2 separate regions of the Danio rerio genome follow, and region 2 is linked to region 1. Evidence: chromatin contacts called from public Micro-C data. All regions are on one chromosome and are shown on one strand. Each heading gives the region's core, a stretch centred on a gene start, on an enhancer-like site or on the middle of the called end of the contact. The rest is flanking DNA. Distances are from core to core; before and after follow the strand shown. Region 1 has its middle 19 kb from the start of fbxo11a. Region 2 has its middle 54 kb from the start of mymx.

Evidence for each region. A called contact is a pair of places that touch in the nucleus more often than the background predicts.
Region 2: a contact with region 1 is called in a Micro-C map of caudal fin, with 5 times the contacts expected there. The contact joins two enhancer-like sites. A contact is called at or near these places in 3 of 18 Hi-C or Micro-C datasets (caudal fin, embryo and an unstated tissue).

Annotation. Positions count from the first base shown.
Region 1 is chr13:52,158,543-52,162,124 of GRCz12tu, forward strand. No RefSeq gene overlaps it. Among named protein-coding and RNA genes, the nearest start is that of fbxo11a, 19 kb to the left of the region's middle. Within about 2 kb of position 2,024, at least 3 of the 62 cell types and tissues checked have an H3K27ac peak or open chromatin away from gene starts, as enhancers often do.
Region 2 is chr13:52,285,967-52,289,548 of GRCz12tu, forward strand. No RefSeq gene overlaps it. Among named protein-coding and RNA genes, the nearest start is that of mymx, 54 kb to the right of the region's middle. Within about 2 kb of position 1,580, at least 18 of the 62 cell types and tissues checked have an H3K27ac peak or open chromatin away from gene starts, as enhancers often do.

The DNA.
Region 1 (3,582 bases), core at 774-3,273:
TGTTTTTAAATGGTAAAAAGTGTATTATATATTATTATATATATTTTAGCATTTCCATCTCTTTGTTCAGGAATGCTAAATGTTTATGCTGTTTTAACTTATTTTAATGTTGCTTGAACTTATTTTAATGTTGCTTTACCTTATTTTAACTTTGCTTTAACTTATATTAATGTTGCTTTAACTTATTTTAATGTTGCTTTAACTTATTTTAATGTTGCTTTAACTTATTTTAATGTTGCTTTAACTTATTTTAACTTTGCTTTAACTTATTTTAACTTTGCTTTAACTTATATTAATGTTACTTTAACTTATATTAATGTTGCTTTAACTTATATTAATGTTGCTTTAACTTATTTTAATGTTGCTTTAACTTATTTTAATGTTGCTTTAACTTATTTTAATGTTGCTTTACCTTTTTTTAGTGTTGCTTTAATTTATATTAATGTTACTTTAACTTATATTAATATTGCTTTAACTTATTTTAATGTTGCTTTAACTTATTTTAATGTTGCTTTAACTTATTTTAATGTTGCTTTACCTTGTTTTAGTGTTGCTTTAATTTATATTAATGTTACTTTAACTTATTTTAATGTTGCTTTACCTTATTTTAATGTTGCTTTAACTTATTTTAATGTTGCTTTACCTTGTTTTAGTGTTGCTTTAATTTATATTAATGTTACTTTAACTTATATTAATATTGCTTTAACTTATTTTAATGTTGCTTTAACTTATATTAATATTGCTTTAACTTATTTTAATGTTGCTTTAACTTATTTTAATGTTGCTTTAACTTATATTAATGTTGCTTTAACTTATTTTAATGTTGCTTTAACTTATTTTAATGTTGCTTTAACTTATATTAATGTTGCTTTACCTTTTTTTAGTGTTGCTTTAACTTATATTAATGTTGCTTTAACTTATTTTAATGTTGCTTTAATTTATATTAATGCTACTTTAACTTATATTAATATTGCTTTAACTTATTTTAATGTTGCTTTAACTTATTTTAATGTTGCTTTAATTTATATTAATGTTACTTTAACTTATATTAATGTTGCTTTAACTTATTTTAACTTTGCTTTAACTTATTTTAATGTTGCTTTAACTTATTTTAATGTTGCTTTAACTTATTTTAATGTTGCTTTAACTTATTTTAATGTTGCTTTAACTTATTTTAACTTTGCTTTAATTTATATTAATGTTACTTTAGCTTATTTTAATGTTGCTTTAACTTATATTAATGTTGCTTTAACTTATTTTAACTTTGCTTTAATTTATATTAATGTTGCTTTAATTTATATTAATGTTACTTTAACTTATATTAATGTTGCTTTAACTTATTTTAAGTTTGCTTTAATTTATATTAATGTTACTTTAACTTATATTAATATTGTTTTAACTTATTTTAATGTTGCTTTAACTTATTTTAACTTTGCTTTAATTTATATTAATGTTACTTTAACATATATTAATATTGCTTTAACTTATTTTAATGTTGCTTTAACTTATTTTAACTTTGCTTTAATTTATATTAATGTTACTTTAACTTATATTAATGTTGCTTTAACTTATTTTAACTTTGCTTTAACTTATTTTAATGTTGCTTTAACTTATATTAATGTTGCTTTAACTTAGGATTTAACTACATTTTTAAGTTATACAAAGTTTATCTTAGTATTTTCAGTCAGTTTGATTGGTGTAAGTTCAGATTTATTACAGTAAACAGTGGTTTATTGTAGTATAACATACCCTATAGATGTCAAAAACTACAGTGTTGGGTCATTTGTTTATAGTCATTGTGTTATAGCAAATATAAACTTACCACAACAGATTAATTCAAGTACTTTACTATAGTATGCTTCAAAACACTATTGACTTTCAGATGTTGAGGTGGGATAAAGCCATGTTTGGGATAACAACAGTAGATTAAGTGGAGTAAAATCACGGCTGAAGTCTATATCTGTGTCAGCGCCGGTTTAGTCTGACATGTGATTTTACATGATGCGGTTGTCATGGCAGTGGCCTAGATCACACTACGACAACAGAGCGGAGATGATGGAGGAATAACACGATGAAGAGCAAAGAGAGCAAAACACTACAGGCACATTATTATCTCACTGGGTTTGACTTGGATCATCTTTATTGTCCACAAGTGGAAATTTATCTTTGGCTTCATCACAAAATTACATCAACATTACATTCATTCATTTTTTTTCGGCTTAGTTCTTTTACTAATCACAGCGGAATGAACCCCCAACTTATCCAGCATATGTTTTACACTGTGGATGCCTTTCCAGCTGCAACCCATCACTGGGAAACAACCTGATTCACACACTCACTCATACACTATGGCCAATTTTAGCTTACCCAATTCACCTACAGCCCATGTGTTTTTACTGAGGGGGAAACTCACGCCAACACAGAGAGAACATGCAAACTCCAAACAGAAATGCCCACTTTTTATCAGTTATTAAACATTCTTTTAACATTAGCATTATCAGGCCCATGTGCATTTTAAACTGCAAGTTTTATATATTATAGTTTTATAAATAATGAAGGCGACACGGTGGAACCAGCAAGGTCACTGGTTTGAGCCTCGGCTGGATCAGTTGGCGCTTCTGTGTGGAGTTTGCATGTTCTCATTGCGTTCGTGTGGGTACAGGTGAAGACATGCGGTACAGGTGAATTGAGTAAGCCCAGTTGTCCATAGTGTGAGTGTGTATGGATGTTGCCCAGAGATGGGTTGCAGCTGGAAGGTCATCCTAAAAACATGTGCTGGATAAGTTGGCGGTTCATTCCGCTGTGGCAACCCCAGATTAGTTAAGAGACTAAGATAAAAAGAAAATGAATGAATGAATGAATGAACGAATAATGAAAATTTTGAATAAACACTGTAAACATGCAGGGTCCCACACAATTTATTCATGTTGTCCAAGCACAAATTAATTAGGTTAACTTAACACTTTTAACAAATTTATTTGAATTGAACATAAAAAAAACGAAGTTGTCCCAATGAAATCTCAAGAATTGTGTTGCTTCAGTTCATTTTAATTAAGTAGTTTGAACGATTTAAAAATATACTATTTTAAGTGAATAAAAGATTTTTATAATACAAATGTATTATCATCTATCATTACATTTCTTTTTTAAAATCTCTTAAAACCTGTTTTAAATTAAAAACTGAAGCCTACAGGTAAATAACAAACTGGCCAGAACATTCAACTTTCCGCAGCCAGAATTTCAAACCGAACCCCCTCTGGCTACGGGCCTGACTATTTAATTTAAGAAATTTTATGAAGAGAGGATTAATTAATAATATATTTTAATAGCACTTATTTATATATATATATATATATATATATATATATATATATATATATATATATATATATATATATATATATATATATATATATATATATATGTGTGTGTGTGTGTGTGTGTGTGTGTATATATTTATATATATATATATATAGTTGAAGTCAGAATTTTTAGCCCCCCTGAATTATTAGAAAAATTAAAAACTCCTTTTATTCTTGCCGAAATAAAACAAATAAGACTTTCCCCAGAAGAAAAAACATT
Region 2 (3,582 bases), core at 330-2,829, 130 kb after region 1:
GGACAAGAGTGGATTGTTCTGTTTCCCACAGTCAAAACCGGTTCCTGGAGGGCTGCAGCCCTGCACAGTTTAGTTCCAACCCTGCCTCAACACACTTAAGCTGCGGTCACACTGGGCTTTTCCTCCCATAGACTTCAATTCATATGAACACAAATGCGTCAGACCGGAAACGTAGGGTCATGCGTCAAGTTTCGCAGGTTGATGTGGTGCAAAGTTCAAGCTTGGTGAAATCGCATCACTTGACTGCTTGAAACCAATCGTGGACCAAAACATGAAATCTCCGGGCAGAAATTAAAAACATGGAGCAATCGCTCGCTTTTTTAATGCCTAATAATCTTGTTTAATCCCGCCCCTTTTCACAGCGCCGTACGACAGAATTTCGCACACACAAACTCTAGTGTGACAGCAGCTTCACCTGTAGGTTTAATTTTTAAATTAATATTTTCTATAGGTAGCTTTAAAAATTTTTATTTGTACATCTAATTTAACAAAATAACTTACAATAACATTCCAAAAACTAGCACACCCTCATTTATATGTTAGGGGAAAATATCAAGATTTTCAAAAAAATTTTTGAGAAATAAATAAATATATAAATAACGGTCCAAAAACTAGCACACCCTCATTTATATGTTAGGGGAAAATTTCAAGATTTTCAAACAATTTAGAGAAATAAATAAATTTATATTTATAATTTTGCAATATTTCGCATAGATTTAAATGTATTTTTTCCATTTCTAACGATGTTTGGTCGATGTTAATTATTAATATCTGTTTAATTAATTACAATTTATATTTGTGCATAGACATTATAGATAAGTCAGTACTGAAGCCAAATCTGGAGCTTATCGAACAAAATAACCCACGATAACGGTCCAAAATTAGTAGCCCAAATTTATATGTTTGGAGAAAATATTAAGATTTTCAAAATCATTCATATATAAATATATATATATATATATATATATATATATATATATATATATATATATATATATATATATATATATGAAAAATAAATAAATTTATATAAAAATTTATTTATTTAGTTTTTGCAATATTTTGCATAGATTAAATGTTTTTTTTTCTGAAGACGTTCAGTGACTAAATACTATAATAATAATTTATATCTTGCATAAATCAGTTTTTACACCTAAGCTCACTGAGAAATGGATAATAATATTCTCTTTCGGAATGGGGTGCATTCATTTATCTTGAGCTTTCTTTATATTTACGTTAAAAAATAAAAACATTTAGCTTAAAAATATATTATTTGTTATGGTGTAATTTATTTAATATTATTGTGTTATGATTAGCCTAAATAATATTTTAAAATAAACAAATGAACCTCATAATAAATGCTTAATTGACATCAAAGACAAAACACGAGAATGTGAATATATTTTATCTTCGACATGCAAATGCGCTTGTATTATCCTGTAATGAGAGCATCTCCAGCTCTGGTGTTTGCAGTCAGCAGGAGTGAAGCGAGCAGCTGATGGTGTGATTGACAGCTCCAGCTGGTGTCAGCTGTCCAATAATCTGCCAGAGCTCAGCGTCAAGTGGGCTGGAGCTGCGCTGTGATTGGCTGCTGTCGTTAAACGTGTGTCAGCTGCTGATCTGGAGGACAATGCAGGACTGTACTGCTGTAATGCTGGACGAACAGCTGATGCAGACCTCAGAAACACCTCATCATCATCATCATCATCATCACGTCACACGCTGCCTCAAATATGGAAATTAATAATAGGAGTGTCATTATAATTATAGCTACAATACTGATCAAACTTTCAGGAGAACAGAAGACAGACAGACCTGTTCATGTTATATTAAACTGCAATATTATTTCACATCCTTTACTGTATTTTTGAGCATTAAGTGCAGATTGGTGAGACACAAGAGACTAAACAAGTATATGTATGCAGAGATTACATTTCCCAAAAACAAAATGCATTTACATGTCTTAAAAGGTTATTCATACAGTGTGAAAAATTGCCTTAAGCACACACACACACACACACACACACACACACACACACACACACACACACAAACACACACACACACATACAGGCTATAGGCTATACATTTTTTAATCCAATTAAACTTAAGTAGGGGCTACACGGTGGCGCAGTGGTAGAATGTTCGCCTCACAGCAAGAAGGTCGCTGGGTCAGTTGGCGTTTTTAGTTTTTGTTTGAGTTTGCATGTGGGTTTCCTGGTGCTCCAGTTTTCCCCACAAGTCCGAAGACATGGTACCAGGTGAATTGGGTAAGCTAAATTGGCCGTAGTGTGTCTGTGAATGAGTGTGTGTGAATGTTTCCCAGTGCTGGGTTGCCGAAGGGCATCCGCTGCGTAAAACATATGCTGGATAAGTTGGCGGTTCATTCTGCTGTGGTGAACCCAGATTAATAAGGGACTAGGCTGAAAAGAAATTGAATGAATGAATAAACTTGAGTAATTTTAACTTACAAAGTGACTTAAAACAGCTCAATTTAGAAACATGATAACTTATGATTAACATAAAAGCATGTGTTGTCATGCCATATTAATCATATTTTTTAGTGCATGATACATTATTATTTAACAATTTATTATTTTGCTATTATTACATTTTAATATTTGTCATATTTTTAAATTATTGCTACATTTAATTTGATGTTTTTAACGACTGCAGGACTGTATATCTACTGTAACCTACATTATATTTTGCGATTAAAATGCTTTAAATAAACAATTTGCTTTAATAAAAAGACATTTTGATGATGTGATATGATTCTTAATGTCTTTTTGGGGGGAACAGGGCAAGTGAGCACATGCTGAAATTAAAGACCAGCTTAAAGAAATCCACATATGACTCAATGTGTGTGATGATAAGAGACGCTTGATCTCTCTCACACACTCACTCACTCAAGAGGTCACAGCACACAGTTGTCCGCTTGTTCGCCATAAAGCTCGTCCAACTGCTGACAGAATGACTGTAAATAACAACTGCAGAAGCAGCAGATGAGGGTTACACTTACAACAATACCTGTGTGGCAGAAAACGCAGTCGATTATATTTGTGTAAACCCCGACCATCTGATTCCTGAACGCGCGATTCTTAAGAGCCGATTCTTTTAGCCTAAGTGAATCAATAACAATCGTAATCCTAAATTCTTTGATATTTTTTTTGAAAAGCGGCTTACAACATTTGCCCTATATGTTTTTGATTCTCTAAACTTATTATTTCAAACCTTTTCTATTAAACTGTAGGGCAAACAGGGTACTTCCTGACGAATGACTGTTACGATTCGATGTGACATGTTTTAATGAATCAACAACATAGAGTGCAAACAGTGTAGTCCGATTCACTAGTGAATTAATTCTACATATAAGTTTTTAACACATAAATAAAAAATATTGCACGTTCTTGACGAAGTCGATTAGTTTTTAGTGAATAAGGTCAACCAGTGTATGCAAAAACACGACTGTTAAACGTATGAGTCGATTCTTTTAAGTAATGAATCAACAAGATTCGATTCCCAAACACGCGGAGTCGATGAAGTTTGACCGCCGAACACAAGGTTCCTTGCCTGATAAAT